Linked DNA regions of Sus scrofa: region 2 is linked to region 1. Evidence: chromatin contacts called from public Hi-C data. All regions are on one chromosome and are shown on one strand. The core of a region is the stretch at or near the end of the contact, and the rest is flanking DNA. Distances in the headings are between cores, read along the strand shown. Region 1 overlaps EXOG (nuclease EXOG, mitochondrial). Region 2 has its middle 13 kb from the start of SCN5A.

Evidence for each region. Hi-C and Micro-C count contacts between places; a contact is called where the count stands out from the background.
Region 2: a contact with region 1 is called in a Hi-C map of heart right ventricle, with 4 times the contacts expected there. The contact joins two enhancer-like sites. A contact is called at or near these places in 2 of 5 promoter capture datasets (fetal skeletal muscle and liver) and 2 of 47 Hi-C or Micro-C datasets (heart right ventricle and liver).

What each region holds. Positions count from the first base shown.
Region 1 is chr13:23,284,655-23,292,184 of Sscrofa11.1, reverse strand. EXOG (nuclease EXOG, mitochondrial) reads right to left here. Exons shown (of 11, transcript XR_001300113.2): 3 at 4,985-5,124; 4 at 2,662-2,738. Among named protein-coding and RNA genes, the nearest start is that of EXOG, 10 kb to the right of the region's middle. Within about 2 kb of position 5,199, at least 2 of the 83 cell types and tissues checked have an H3K27ac peak or open chromatin away from gene starts, as enhancers often do.
Region 2 is chr13:23,433,863-23,440,659 of Sscrofa11.1, reverse strand. No RefSeq gene overlaps it. Among named protein-coding and RNA genes, the nearest start is that of SCN5A, 13 kb to the right of the region's middle. Within about 2 kb of position 2,154, at least 11 of the 83 cell types and tissues checked have an H3K27ac peak or open chromatin away from gene starts, as enhancers often do.

The sequences.
Region 1 (7,530 bases), core at 3,950-6,449:
GTTTGGTCGCTGGCCTAGGAAATTCCACATGCTGCAGGCACAGCCAAAAATAAATAAATAAATTTAAAAATTGTTTTAAAACCTCTTTTTGCTAATTTACTTGATAAAAATAGCAAGCACTTTTAATACGCACTTTGTCGTATGACAGTTGGAAGAGATTTATGAGAGATAACAAAGCAGGACCTCATTCTTCAGTTTTCTTATCTAAAAAGTAAAATCAACACTACTTCATCTTATAGCACATGTAACCAATTAAAAGTAAAGTTTTCCTCCCAAAAATATATTCCCTGAAAAAGGAAAATATTAAATGCTTCCACAGGTATGTAATCAGTCAGAACATGGAAAGGCAACTCTATAGGACAAACATCCCAGATCATCAACAAATAATTTGCAAGGGGGTAAAAAAAAGAGGAAGAGAAACCTACAGATTAAAAGTGACCAAAGAGACATATCACCCAAACCTATGTGTAGACCACATTAGAATTAAAAAAAAAAAAAAAAAGGGTAAAGACAATCAGGGAAATCTGAACACTGACTGTAAAATTGGTAATAAGGAATTACTGAATTAGTGTTAAATCTCTAGGGGCAATAACAGTACTGTGATTATATTAAAAGAATTCTTATCTTCTAAAAATATATATTGAGGAGTTTCTGTTGTGGCGCAGTGGATGCAAATCCGACTAGTAACCATGAGGTTGCAGGTTCGATCCCTGGCCTCGCTCAGTGGGTTAAGGATCTGGCATTGCAGTGAGCTGGGGTGTAGGTCATAGACACGGCTCAGATCCTGTGTTGCTGTGGCTGTGGTGCAGGCTCGCAGCTGTGGCTCTAATTTGACCCCTAGCCTGGGAACCTCCATATGCCATGGATGAGGCCCTAAAAAAGCAAACTAATTAATTAATTAAAAAGTGTATATTGGAGTTCCCGTTGTGGCGCAGTGGTTAACAAATCTGACTAGGAACCATGAGGTTGCAGGTTCAATCCCTGGCCTTGCTCAGTGGGTTAAGGATCTGGCATCAATGTGAGCTGTGGTTTGGAGTAGGTTAGGAGCTATAGCTACGATTAGACTCCTAGCCTGGGATTTCTATATGCCTCGGGGAGCAGCCCTTTAAAAAAAGAAAGAAAGAAAAAGAAAGGTCCCCTGAATCCTCTGACAGAACTAAGTGAGTGTCAGAAAAATACAGAAGGCCCAAATATTTCATACAATAGATATTCCTTATCCACAAGAATGCATTCCAAGACCCCCAGTGGATTCCTGAAACTGTGGATAGCATCAAATATGATACACACTGTTTTTCCTAAACATATCTATGATAACATTTAATTTATAAATTAGACACAGTAAGAGATTAACACAATAATGATAGAACATCATAACAATATACTGTAATAATAGTTATGTGGATGTGGTCTCTCTCAAAATATCTTACTGTACAAACTTAACACCTTCTTCATCTAAGCTAAACACTTATCATACTTAGTGGCTGTAACTTTTGCAGCCTGAGGGGCAACAACAAGAGTAGCATGAGTTTCTTTTTTCTTCTTCACAATTTCATGAATAGATTACTTCTTACCATAGATTTTAGCAACCTCAGCATGCATTTTTTTTTTTCTTTCTTAAGTCAACAACTCCTACCTTTTCACTTAAGGGAAGCATTTTATAGCTTCTCTTTGGCAAATCCAAATTGCCAGCATCTCTACTCCTGCATTTTGGGGCCATTATTAAATAAGGGTCACTTGAACACAAGCCCTATGAAAGCAAGCGGGTTACTGCCCAATGAGTGGGATACACTGGACAACAGGATGGTTCACATCCTGGCTGGACAGAGCAGGAAGTAACAGATTTTATCTCATTATTCAGCTACACGCCAATTTAAATTACACACTGCTCACTTCTGGAAATTTCCAGTTATTTGTTTTTCTTTTTTTTTTTTTTTTTAGGACCAAACCTGTGGCATATGGAAGTTCCCAGGCTAGGGGTTGAAGCGGAACGGCAGCTGCCAGGCTACCCCACAGCCACAGCAACTCAGGATCCAAGACACATCTTTGACCTACACCACAGCTCGTGGCAACGCCAGATCCTTAACCTACTGAGAAAGCCCAGGGATTGAACCCACATCCTCAAGGTTACTAGTCAGGTTTGTAACATGCTGAGCCACAACGGGAACTCCCTCCACTTAATATTTTTGGACTGCGGTTGACAGCGGGTAACTGAAACAGCAGAAAGTAAAACCACGGATAAGAAGGGACTACTGTAGTCAGGTTCTATCAAAAACTAGCAACAGTTATGTTCAATTCTACAAAATTGTTCTGAAAAAGCAGCAACTCTTTAAATACAAGTATAGAATAATATAGCGCCCTCAGCCTAAAACATAGTGTTCTACTGCCTGAATAATGTTTTCAAAAGTTTCTTTCAGAACTTGACTTCTCACAAGTGGCAAACATGACCACAATGGCTGGACATGTTCTGAAGTCTGTCCTCCCACAGACAACTGTACTCCCCAAATCCAGCAAAGAAACTAGCCCTAGGTACTTACCTCCAGCAGTGCTAGCACTTGAAAAACAATGGCAGACACACACACAGCTGCTAGGCACACTAGTCCACTCTCCTGCCACATCAGTCATCTCCCACAGAATCAGAGTTTTAAAACTCTCAGCCCTCACCTGTTCCAATATCCAGCATTATTATCAAAATTCTGAGGCACAATATTAGAAAGGTAAAAGGTCTCAGCCATGGCTTTCTGTGAAAAGAAATAGAAAACTTGCAATAAAATGCCCTCCCCTTTGACAGAGATTTTACAAAGCAGACATAGACAAAAAGTTCCTTATTCCTATGCTAGCACCGGGCAATTACAGTAACTGTTTAGAAAAATGAAACCCACAGCTATTCATGACAAAAAGCTCAATGATGATTATTCTAAATAAGGACTATAACAAAAAAGGAGTTTGGTGTGCACGTTTTCTTCATAATTTACAAGAGTCAAGCAAATTCATATGAATTAAAAATTTCCAATATAAAGCTAGAAGGCGAATTTTGGTTTTAAGCCTCTGGCACAGAATTTCTCAATAATGGTCAGCTTTTGGGAACACAGTAGTATTTCAGTAGTACAGCACAAACATATTAGTTCAAAAGTGCAAAAAAAAAATTCCTATTCTGAATTTCTGGCCATGTGTCCATTCAAGTCATACTCCTGACCTATAAACAACAGCCTCTGTCACTGAGTTTCCCTTCATTGATCTATACTAACTGCCAAGGCCAGCAAATACCTTCTCCTCAAATAAGCAGTTCTCAACCTTAAATGCACATTGAAGTAACCTAGGAGCTTCAAAAACATAATGCCTGGGTCCTATCCCCTACAATGTCTGATTTAACTACTCTGGGTTACATCTCTGGGCATCAGGATTTTTTTTAAAACATCCCCAGGGGAGTTCCCGTCATGGCGCAGTGGTTAGCGAATACAACTAGGAACCACGAGGTTTCGGGTTCACTCCCTGGCCTTGCTCAGTGGGTTAAGGATCCGGCGTTGCCGTGAGCTGTGGTGTAGGTTGCAGACGCGGCTTGGATCCCACGTTGCCATGGCTCTGGCGTAGGCTGGCAGCTACAGCTCCGATTAGACCCCTAGCCTGGGAAACTCCATTGCTGGGAGCGGCCCAAGGAATGGCAAAAAGACAAAAAATAAAATAAAATAAAATAAAACGTCCCCAGGTTATTACAGTGCATATCTAAGGTTGAGAACCACAAGCCTAATGACAATAATCACCAACAAATCATGCAATAAATGTCAACGTCAAAAAAGACATTCCTCCCCTTTTTTGGCAGAGAAATTATCCTAAATTAAAGGAGCCTAGAGAGATAACTGAATGTAATATGTGATTCATGATCAGGTAGTGAATCTAAAAAAAAGTGGTAAAGAACATAATTGGGACAATTTGGCAAACCTGAATGTAAATTGTCTACTATTGTATAAATATACAAAAACAGGAGTTCCCAGAGGTCCCTTCAAGGTGCAAAGTAAGCAAATCCAACTAGGAGCCAAGAGGTTGAGGGTTCGATTCCTGGCCTTGCTCCGTGGGTCAAGGATCTAGCATTGCCGTGAGCTGTGGTGTGGGTCACAGACTCAGCTTGGATATGGCGTTGCTGTGGTGAAGGCCAGCAGCTGGCCTATTAGAACCCTAGCCTGGGAACCTCCATATGCTGCAAGCAGAGGCCTAAAAAGCCAAAAAAAAAAAAAAAAAAAAAAATATATATATATATATATATATATATGGAGCAAGGGGATTGGCGGCATCTTGGGACATGGATTCGTTCCCCAGCCTGGCACACCAGGTTAAAGATCTGGCGTTGCCGCAACTTTGGCTTAGGTCGCAACTGTGGCTTCGATCTGATCCCTGGCCCAGGAACTCCATATGCCTGGGGTGGCTGAAAATGAAAAAAGAAAAGAGAAGAAAAATACAATTGCACACATTTCTTGGTATAACACCACACCTGACATATATACAAACATCCTTATTCTTAGGCGACACAAGCTCCTGAGCAATCTACTTAGGAATGAAGCATTATGATATCTGCGATTTACTGTCAATGGTTAAAAAAAAAAAATGCTAAGTAAAAAAATGTATCAAGATATATCTGTACTGTCTTCAACTTTCCCACCAGCCAAAATGTTTCTGCTGTCCTCTTTTCAACTTTTTTACAGGTCTGAAATTTTTCAAGATAAAAAAGGGTGAGTAGCTTTGACTCCTGTTGGCTTTCCCCTCCATTCCATAGCATTTAGTTCCCTCATTGGACCTGTTTAAAAATGTCTGAGCATCTGAGCAAAGAAAGGAAGTCAAGTCAGGAAGAAAAATACAAAACAAGGTATGACAATTCTCAAGGTATGACAATTCTCAAGCGTTAGGGTTTGACTCCTAGGTTTTTAACTGCCAAGTCCCACAGTAGACAAAATACCAGCCCCGTATTCCCATCCCTTCCCCAAAATATGCCTACAGATGAGAATTTGTTATTTCCTGCTGGAGCCATGTGGCCTCGTGACCACCCACTGCCAACGTAGTCCTCATTGAAGGCACTGAAGGTTGGAGGGATGTTGGGATCTGGCTTGAATTTACAATGTTTTCTGTCTGCATCACCTGAAGGAAAACACACAAGATGGGTAAGTTGCCAGAGGACAAAAATCCCTCAAGACTCTCTAAACAAGGCAAGCTGCTGGCTGCCAGCTAGTATCTCTCTGAGCAGCCAATACTTAGTGACGGCACCCATGTCTCAAGTTCCAGGGATAGTTCGGATACTAACTCTGAATTTAGTGAGGACTAGTCCAGGAAAGAATGTTTTTCATACAATGCAGCTACCTCATCTACTTTTGTTTCTGGCCTTTCAAGTAAAAGGAAAAAATAACCAGGACAGTATTTATGTAAAAACTGACCAAATAGCTGAGCTGTATAAAAGCTTAGCTACTAAATACACCCTTGCTTTTTAAAAAGACCCCCATGCATTGTATTCTGTACAATGGTATTTGACAGGTTTATATGTACTGAAATAATGGATAAATATAGACACAAAACAATTTGTTCTGGGCAGGCAGAGCCCAGGGAAGGGGGAGAGTGCCTCTGATATCTTGCTTACAGCCTCTTAAGCCATGACAAAATAAACATTTAGTTATGAGCTCAATCCAGAAACTCCTGACACAAAATATCTGGGTGCCACATGAGAGAGACAAAAATCTCAATTTTACTTATATTCTATACCTCCAGAGTAGTCTGCCATGGTAGAAATCAGTGGGTCCCAACACTACATTTTCCACTGTCATTAGGGCAGATCTTGCTAAACTATAAAAATTATGAGGACAAATGGAATATACTTGGGCTGCTACTCAAAAAGTATAAAATGGGCATCCGTATAAAGTGGGGATTCTTGCATCATTTCATTCAATCAAGAAAAATGTTAAATTATCAGACCTCAAGGTTCAAAGTATCTAGCTTTTTAGAACCTCTCCAGTTTTACTTAAAAAAAAAAAAAAAAAACTGGTAATACAGAGAAATACCAGTAAACTTCTGTGTTATTACCATTGGAATTGCTTCCTGGTATGTCTGGTTTTCTTTGCCTAGTGTTCACTGCCCTTGAAAAATCATTCCAAGAGTCTAGGATGAAGACACCTTCCTGGAGAAAGGCTGTAAACTGACTTCTGTCAAGTATTTGGAGCCATCAGCAGTGGAGACTGGCTTTAAGGTTCCTTGATCTATAGAGCTACATGAGTTTGGGCTACAAGTCTGCATGATAGCCAGTGTGTGGCCTCAGCTTCTTTGGAACAAAATTCTTATTTCTTTTTTTTTAATTGTTCTTTTTTTTCCTTTTTTTCTATGGCCATACCTTCGGCATATGGAAGTTCCCAGGCTAGGGGTCAAATCAGACCTGCAGCTGTTGGCCTACGCCACAGCCACAGCCGCGCTGGTTCCGAGCTGCAGATGCACAGCTTGGGGCAATGGTGGGTCCTTAACCCACTGAGCGAGGCCAAGGATCAAACCATATCCTCGCGGGGAATGTCGAGTTCTTAACCTGCTGAGCCACGACGGGAACTCCTTTATTTTCCTTTTTGACCCTCCTTTGCTCAGTGCCAAGGCAGCCTTCTCTGTACTTCCCTATGGTGAGCAGGCAGGTTAGATCTAGTTCACCCTTTCCTGAGGATGTGGCCCTCTGGGGTTCCAGGGTAATATGGGAAGGGTCTCCCATAAGCCAAACTGCCTTCTGTGAGTCCTAGACTTTGCCTTCAGCCCCCTTCACACCATTAAGACTGCGGAACAAAAGGCAATGTGGCTTCAGTTTACCAGCACTGCCCTTACCCTTCTGGATTCTGGAGTTCCCCCAAATAATGGCCTGGCAAATCTCTACTATCATGGTAGCTCTTCGTGTTGTTAATTTTTTTTTTTTCCCCTACAAGCTTTTTTCGGTGGGGGAGGGTAGAGCACACCTGCAGCATATGGAAGATCCCAGGCCAGGGATCAAACCCACACCAGAGCAGTGACCACATGCGATCCTTAACTGCTGCACTACAAGAGACTTCCTCTATATACTTTTTATATACTAATAAAATTTCTTGGTTTTAGGCATTCTCTGTGGTATAGCAGGTTAAGGATCTGGTGGTGTCTCTGCGGCAGCTCCAGTCACTGCAGTGGCATGGGTTCGATCCCTGGCCTAGGAACTTACACATGCCGCAGGTGCAGCCAAAAAAGACTTAAAATTAAAAATAACAATAATAAAAGATCAGCTTCTGCTTGTGTAAATTTTTTTAAGAGAGAAATGTTTTAAAAAATTTTAGCAGAGGAGTTTAAATCTAAATAACTTTGTCATTACTAAAAACTTTAGATGCTTTACCCTAAAATCAAGTAAATCACAGGTATATTGCTTCCTGCTTTCAAATAATATTCATTAGCTCTATTTTACCTCCTCAAAATTATACAGTTCCCAGGATTTACAATATAAAACACAGTGCCTTTCTTAAATGCCTCTGAAAATGGTAACTTAATAGCAAGATAAAATGA
Region 2 (6,797 bases), core at 905-3,404, 150 kb before region 1:
TGCTTAACTTAACTTTGAACCTGAGGTAAAGGGAAGGGTGGAATAAAGGAAACATTAGTTTTAAAAATCTTGTTCTCTGACTGCCAACTGCATCTTCCTGCTTTAATTAAATAGAGCCTGGAGAAGAGAAGGGAATACCCCAGGTCTCAGCAAGGGCTCCTTGGTGGAGGTGGCCCTTTCCTGGCCCGCTGACCTTTCCTACCCTCTTCGGCCACTCTAGGACCACCAGGTATGTTGGCTTAATCTCCGAATCAGAACTGAATCAGATAAAGGTGAGTTCAAAAATGGTAAAAAAGAAAAAGAACTGAATCAGAGGTATGGTTCCTTCCTCTTATGGGCACCTCTCTCCTCATTTAAATTTGGGGTGCATGCCTCTCCTGCTGGCAACACGCAAGTACCCAGCACTAAGGAAGAACGTGAAAACCCCATCTCTGTTCGATGTAGACAAAGCAGGGGACCTCTCTAGCTCACCCCCAGCAACCTTCATTCTGGCTCAGTCTCCTTCTTGGCCCGGTGTCCGTCTGCAAGTTTGAATCTTCATTCAGGGTCCAGAAGCCTGGTGGAAGACCTCAGGGAGGACCCAGATTCTCCTGCCCTCTCCTCTCACCTAAGAGGCAGAGGCTCAGGTGGTCCCACAACTGGCTGAAAAAAATTGACATTGCCTGCACTTCCGGCTATGGCCGCTAGTGGGAGATGCTAGCCAACCTGAGTCCCATCTGGGGGCTAGGAGGAGGCAGCAGGACTACCTTCAGTTCATCTGTCTGGCAGCCAGCCATCCTATCAGACCCAGGGCCAGAAAGCGTCCTTTGCCTGAACTTCCCTGTAGACCGGTTCTCTTACTGATTCCCCTACTCTGGGAAGCTGGGTTGACCCAGCTTCTCCTGCAGGCATGGGTACCTCCTCAGTATATATGTGAGGCACCCAGTGATCTCTGGAACCCCACACCCAGATCCCAAATGGAGGATGACCCCCCCCCACACACACACACCGTGACTTCTCCAAAATCCCAATAATGGAGGGGCTGGTTTCAGCCTCTGGGTCCCCAAACACAGCACCTGGGTCCCTCTTAGACCTCAGCACCCATCTTGCCCTCCAAGAGCAATCCTTACCTCTAGGAGCCTTGAATATGCATCGGGAGAGATGAGAAGCCTGCTGGGAAAGAACGTAAAGACTGTGTGTGTGCATGTGTACTGGTACGTGTGCTTTTGTGATGGTTCTGGACGTTAGCCTGTCCCATCCAATGATGCTACTGGTCTGTGAGCAAAAAGCTGGTGGCCTGTTACTTTTCAACAAGGATGTGTGTTCCTGGGTATGTCTCCCTGTGGGTCAGCCTGTGTATGTGAGTGACTGTGCTTGTCAGTGTCTGGTCTTTGCGTGAGACAGTCTTATCTGTGTCAGCATGTGAGTGCCTCATGTGTGTCAAGGTGTAGGTTGTCTTAGTTCAACAGGGTGAAGTGAGTGGGTTTCGGTGTGGGTGTCTCTGGGTTTGTTGGTTGTGTCTGATGTGTTGGTTGTTTCTGTCTGGGTGTGTGTTTCTGTCAGTGCCTGTGTCAGTCTGTGTTTATGTGTCAGTATAGGTGTCTACCATTGTGCAGACTTCTCTGCTGGCTGGCTGTGTATTTGTCTAGAAGCCTGGTTCTGTGTGTGTGTGTGTGTCTCTGTGTCAGTGTGTCAGTGGATGTGTGTCTGAGTCATCCAGGTGTCCCTGAGTTTGTCAGAGTATATCTGCCTCAATGTCTGTGTGTGTCAATGATGTCTGCATGTGTCCGTGTGGGTGTCTGTGTGTCGGTGACAGAGGGTGTCTTCGAGTGTCAGTGTATGTCCCTTTCCTTGGGGGTGGGTGGCTAGGGTAGGGTCCCCAAGTTAGTGAGGATGTGTGCGTGTGTACTCTGCGTGTGCCAAGCTGTGTGCCTGTTCATGTCCGCGTAGGTGGCTAACTGGAGAAGCGTCGCTGGGTCGCTGTGTGTGTACCCCCGCGTGTGCCATGTCTGCACGCGTCTGTCCACGTCCGCGTGGGCAGCTGTCTGTGGCGGGGCGTCCCCGGGTCAGCACCTGGGTGTGTGCTCCAGCGGCGGGTGCCCAGGGTTCACCCTCAGAGCGGGCGGAGCGCCACGTGTGGAGCCCCAGGCTCGTTGCTCTGGGGCGGAGCCAGCCCGGGGCCCCAAGCCCCAGGCCGAGCCCAGGCGGGGCCCGCCCCCGACCCCGCCCCCAGCCCGAGCCCGCGCCGCCCGCCGAGCCCCGGAGCCGGAGCCGAGCAGCGGAGCCGAGACGGCGGCAGCGCCCGTGGGATGCGGGGATCGCGCCCCCGGGGCCGCTGAGCCCGAGCCCAGTACCCTGAGCCCCGCACCAAGCCGAGTCCGAGCCGCAGCCGCAGCCGCCCATCTCGGGGCCCGGGCAGGGGGACCAGCAGGTGAGCAAGCACCCCCACTCCTGGCAGCCCCGGCCCGGCCGGAACCCCCTTAGCCCGCTGCCGCCCAACTTTCCTCCTTGAGGGTCCAACCCTTCAAGCCCTGCGCGCCCCCTCCCCTGCCCTGGGTCCACCGGCAGACTCCCTCCCCATCGCTGCCCCGAGAGTGGGAAGGGGCGAAGAAGGGGCGCAGAGCAGCCTGGCTGGAGGGGATCCCCAGGAGGGGGGCGTCTCTAATCGCCGCGAGCCCCCTCCCCTTCCCTTTCCTTTCGGGTTTCCCAGTGCGCTGTCGAGGGCCGGGGGAGGGGGAGCTGTGGCCCCGGCTTCTCTGCCGACCCTGGTACAGGCTCCGGGAGGGTCTGAGATTGGAACCTGGATTCCTGAGGCCGGAGACCCCAAGGTCAGAGCAGCGACTAGGCGCGCAGCGAGTGTGGTTCCAGAGAGCGGGGGAGTGGGGCGGGAATGGAGGGAGGGGCCATGCACTCCCTTTTTCTGGACCGGGTCTGCTGGAGGTGCCCTCTCTGGGGTGAGATCTCTGCTGGTCCTGACAGGGGACAGATCTCTGTGGGCCCCGAAGGGGGAGATTTATACGGTGTGTCCTATCTCTGTGCGCTCTGATCATGAAGAGATCTCTGTGCCCTCTAACACCTTAAAGGGGACACATCTGATCTCTGTGAGGCTTGCAGGCAGAGAGAGCTCCATGTGTTCTCCACAGAGGAGATTTCTGTGCCCTGGTATGAGGAGAGTTCTTTGCCCTCCTAGCTCTGACTGGGGCCAATCCAAGTGCCCTGACTGACATAGGCCGGCTTTTGGCCTCCTTGTTATTCGATCATCTGATGGCACCCTGGGAGGAAGTGGAGGTGCCTGGCCTTGTGGGGACTGGAAGTATCGAGAGTGCTGGTGGTGGAGGAAATCCTGGGGACAAGGCCCCTGGCCTTAGGCCTGCCTTGCAAACACCTGTTGGAGGCCAGCGCACAGCCGAGGCAAGAAGCCATGGCGGAGGCTGTAGCAGGAGTCATCTCCTCTCCTTAGTGCTTTGAGACCAGCAGGGCTGGTGGGATCAGTCTTCTCTTGAGGTTCCGGGATGGTATTCCGTTCCCCCAGCTGTCTCCTCCCGTCCTCCCATCCTGCTGAGACCCCAGGCACTTCTGCAGGGAGCCTAGACCTCCCATGACCCCACCATGCTGCAGCATGTCCGCCCTCTCCTGATTCCCACCATCCCATCAGATCCAGAGGGACCCTGAGCAGGGGAGGCCCAGGCCCCTGCTGCTGCCCTCAACTCCCCCCCTCCCCATTCGACTTGGGCAGGTGCATGTGAGTGGGCGGCAGTGGAGCTGGAAGGTGGAAAGAGGGTGGCACAAGCTAATAGCTCAAGCCCTGCTGCAGTCACAGGAGCATGAGAGGAGGGGACGGACTGAGTACAGCCAGAGTGCAGAACACAGATTTTATGCTGGAATGGCCAGCTTCGTGCTGAAGTGAACCTCAGTAAAGTTTTAATCTAATCCTCTCATCACCACTACATTGTGCAGGGCAAGAAACTGAGGCTGAGAGCAGGTCAAGGACTTATCCAAGGTCACTTAAAGAGTCAGTGGACTGGAGGCCCCATCAGGGTAAAGATGCTTTGATGTCTACTTTCTGAGAGCCAAACTAACCTAGGACTGACCAAAGAGAATCTGAGCAGAATGGGAACTGACCCGGGGGTGCCACATACCAGTGGCAGCCAGTGTGGCATGGGCAGCTGCCATGCTTTTGGGGTGCTTGGCCCCAACTCCGTGTGTGAAGTTCTTCTGGAAAGTTTCCAGGATCGACTCACTCAGCATGAAGATGGAGCTTGGAGGAGTGGTGAGAATTACCAGAGGCAGCTGGGAGTTGGGGAGCACAGGAGGCTGGTGCTCAGGAAACCCAAGGAGAAGGGAGGCCTGAGGGCAACCTGGGCCAGTGGTAAATGGCAGTCTCTGTTCTGTTCATGGGAGGCTGGTTCCTGCTCACCCTTGGGAAGGTTATTAGAAGAGCATGCAATGACAGTAGTGTGTCCCCATAGCCCACCCAAAAGAGGAGTGATTGCCTTTGGCCAGGAGAGTCAAGGGTATCTATCTAACAAAAATAACTTTCCACCTGGGTTTTGAAGGATGAGTAGGAGTTTTCTAGATAGAGACCATGCAGTCCAGCCATCAGGACAAGCATGTACAAAAGCACCACGATGTGAAACAGTATAATTGTTCAGTGACTTGCTGGGTCCTATGGTATGAGAAAGAAGAGTATAAGCTAACATCAAGGTCACAGTCATGGGGGCCCTTGTGAGCTCCGCTCAGGAATTGGGAATTTATCCTCAGTAATGGTACTAAAAATAGCTAACATTCACTGAGTGCTTTCTGCCAGCCAGGCATGGCACTAAGCACTTTATAAGACTCATCTCACTGAATCCTTGCATCAACCCTGGAGGCAGAGACCATAATAATGACCAGTTTGCAGACAGTGAAACTGAAGGCCCAGGGAGGTTAAGTAACTTGCTCAGTGTTACACATCTACTAAGTAGCGGGACCCCAGGTGTCAGTATATCTACCTTGCACTATACCACCTCTCCAGGGCAGACCTTGGATGCCAGCAAAATTTTTTAATTTGAAGGAGAGGAACCAGAAGGTAACCACAGGTGATAGAACCAGCTTCCTTCCCTGTTAAGGAATATGCCACTCTCCCACCCCCAACTTCACTTGCTCACTGAGGTTTACTGCTATAGCCTAACACCATGAGAAGGGGGATGGGCACATGGAGTTTGGGTTGGCAAACCTGATGCAGAACAAGGAGAAGGTGATGGATTTTTCGGGGGCTTGATCTGAACCTGTAGTACTTCCAGGGAGATGTCACCATCCAGCAGTCAGTTGGAGGGAAGGGTCCCGGGTTCAGAAAGGAGGGCTGGACTAGAGGTAAAAACTTGGAATTATCTGTAGAAGCTTGTCCTTGGAGCCATGACAGTGAATTAGATTGCCTAGTAAGAATGCAGACCTGTGGTTCTCTGCCCTGGAGGATTAGCATCACTTAGAAAGGGGTTTATTTCTTTTTGTTTTGTTTGTTTTGGGGCTACACCCACGACATGAGGAAGTTCCAGGGCCGGAGTTGAACCCACACTGCTGCAGCAACACCAGATCCTTCGCCTGCTACATCACCAGGGGAGTCTAAGAAAGTGGTTTAAACAAAACAAACCTATGCCCAGGCTCCATCCCCAGAAATTCTAATTGATTTGACTCTGGGTTGAGGCCTTGGTATCAGTATTTTTGAAAGCACCCAGGTGGTTCTCATGCTGAGAAGAGGGCTGAGTCCAGAACCCTGAGGCACTCCAATATCAAGGCCGGAGAAGTCTGCCAAGGAGGCTGGCAAGGAGCAGTCAGAGAGGTGGGAGGACAGCGAGGAGTGGGAGGTGTCACAGAAAGCAAGGAGGGTGCATGTCCTGGGAGTCTCCTGCTTCTATTGAGAGTCTAGAAGATATGTTCTGAGACTTTCTTAGATAGATTAAAAAAAAATGCATAATTTAAAAATGAGCAATGACGGCGCTGGTGACAACAGAAATTTCCCTCTTGGCACCCACAGAATGTGGTGCTGGGTGCAGATGAATTGTTGATGGATGAATGAGTGAATGAATGAATGAATGAATTGGTGAGAATGGAATCCAGTTTGGAGTGGGTTGAGAAGTGAGCAGGAGGTGAGGACGTGGAGATAGCATGTGTAGACAGCTCTTTCAAAGAGTTTGATGGTTTAAGAGGGAGGAAAGAGATAGAGGGGAGCTGGGGAGTGGGGTCAAGGGAGGGCTGTAGGGAGAGCCTGGAGTGGACACTGTAGGTGTGTGTGTCCGTGCGGTGTGCCTGCGTGCGTGGGCTTGTGGGAAAGATGCCTATCCCTCACAGGGAGGGCAGAGGGCTCTGAGTTGAACATGCGCCGGTGGGGCCTCAGTTGCTCTGGTTCATCCAGTGGGCCAGTCAGGAAGACCTGGGGTGAAATGACTCTTCCTAGGAAGCTCTGGGAGGGTGATTTTGAAGGCAGGAACTGTGATTCCTGCTCTGAGCAGGGGGCACGAAGGGGAGGGAGCTTTGCCCTGAGGAGAGGAAAGTATTCCAGAACGCGCTGTGTGGGGACAAGATGAGGTGGTCTAGAGCAGGTTTCCAGGAGTAGAGGGGCTGGGCTAGAAGTCCTGTGGCTAAATCCATGAGGGAGAAAGAAGAGAGGCTGGACGCTGCAGGGCGCAGTCTTGGGATGGGGGACTGAGGAGTGATCCTGGGACTCCAAGCCCACTGCCCTCTGCCAGCTCAGTCTGGCCCATGGCAGAGGTCTGAGGCAGAAGTGGTCAGAGAGAGTCTGGATAAGACATTTAGTACCTAATCCATGCCATGGAAGATTC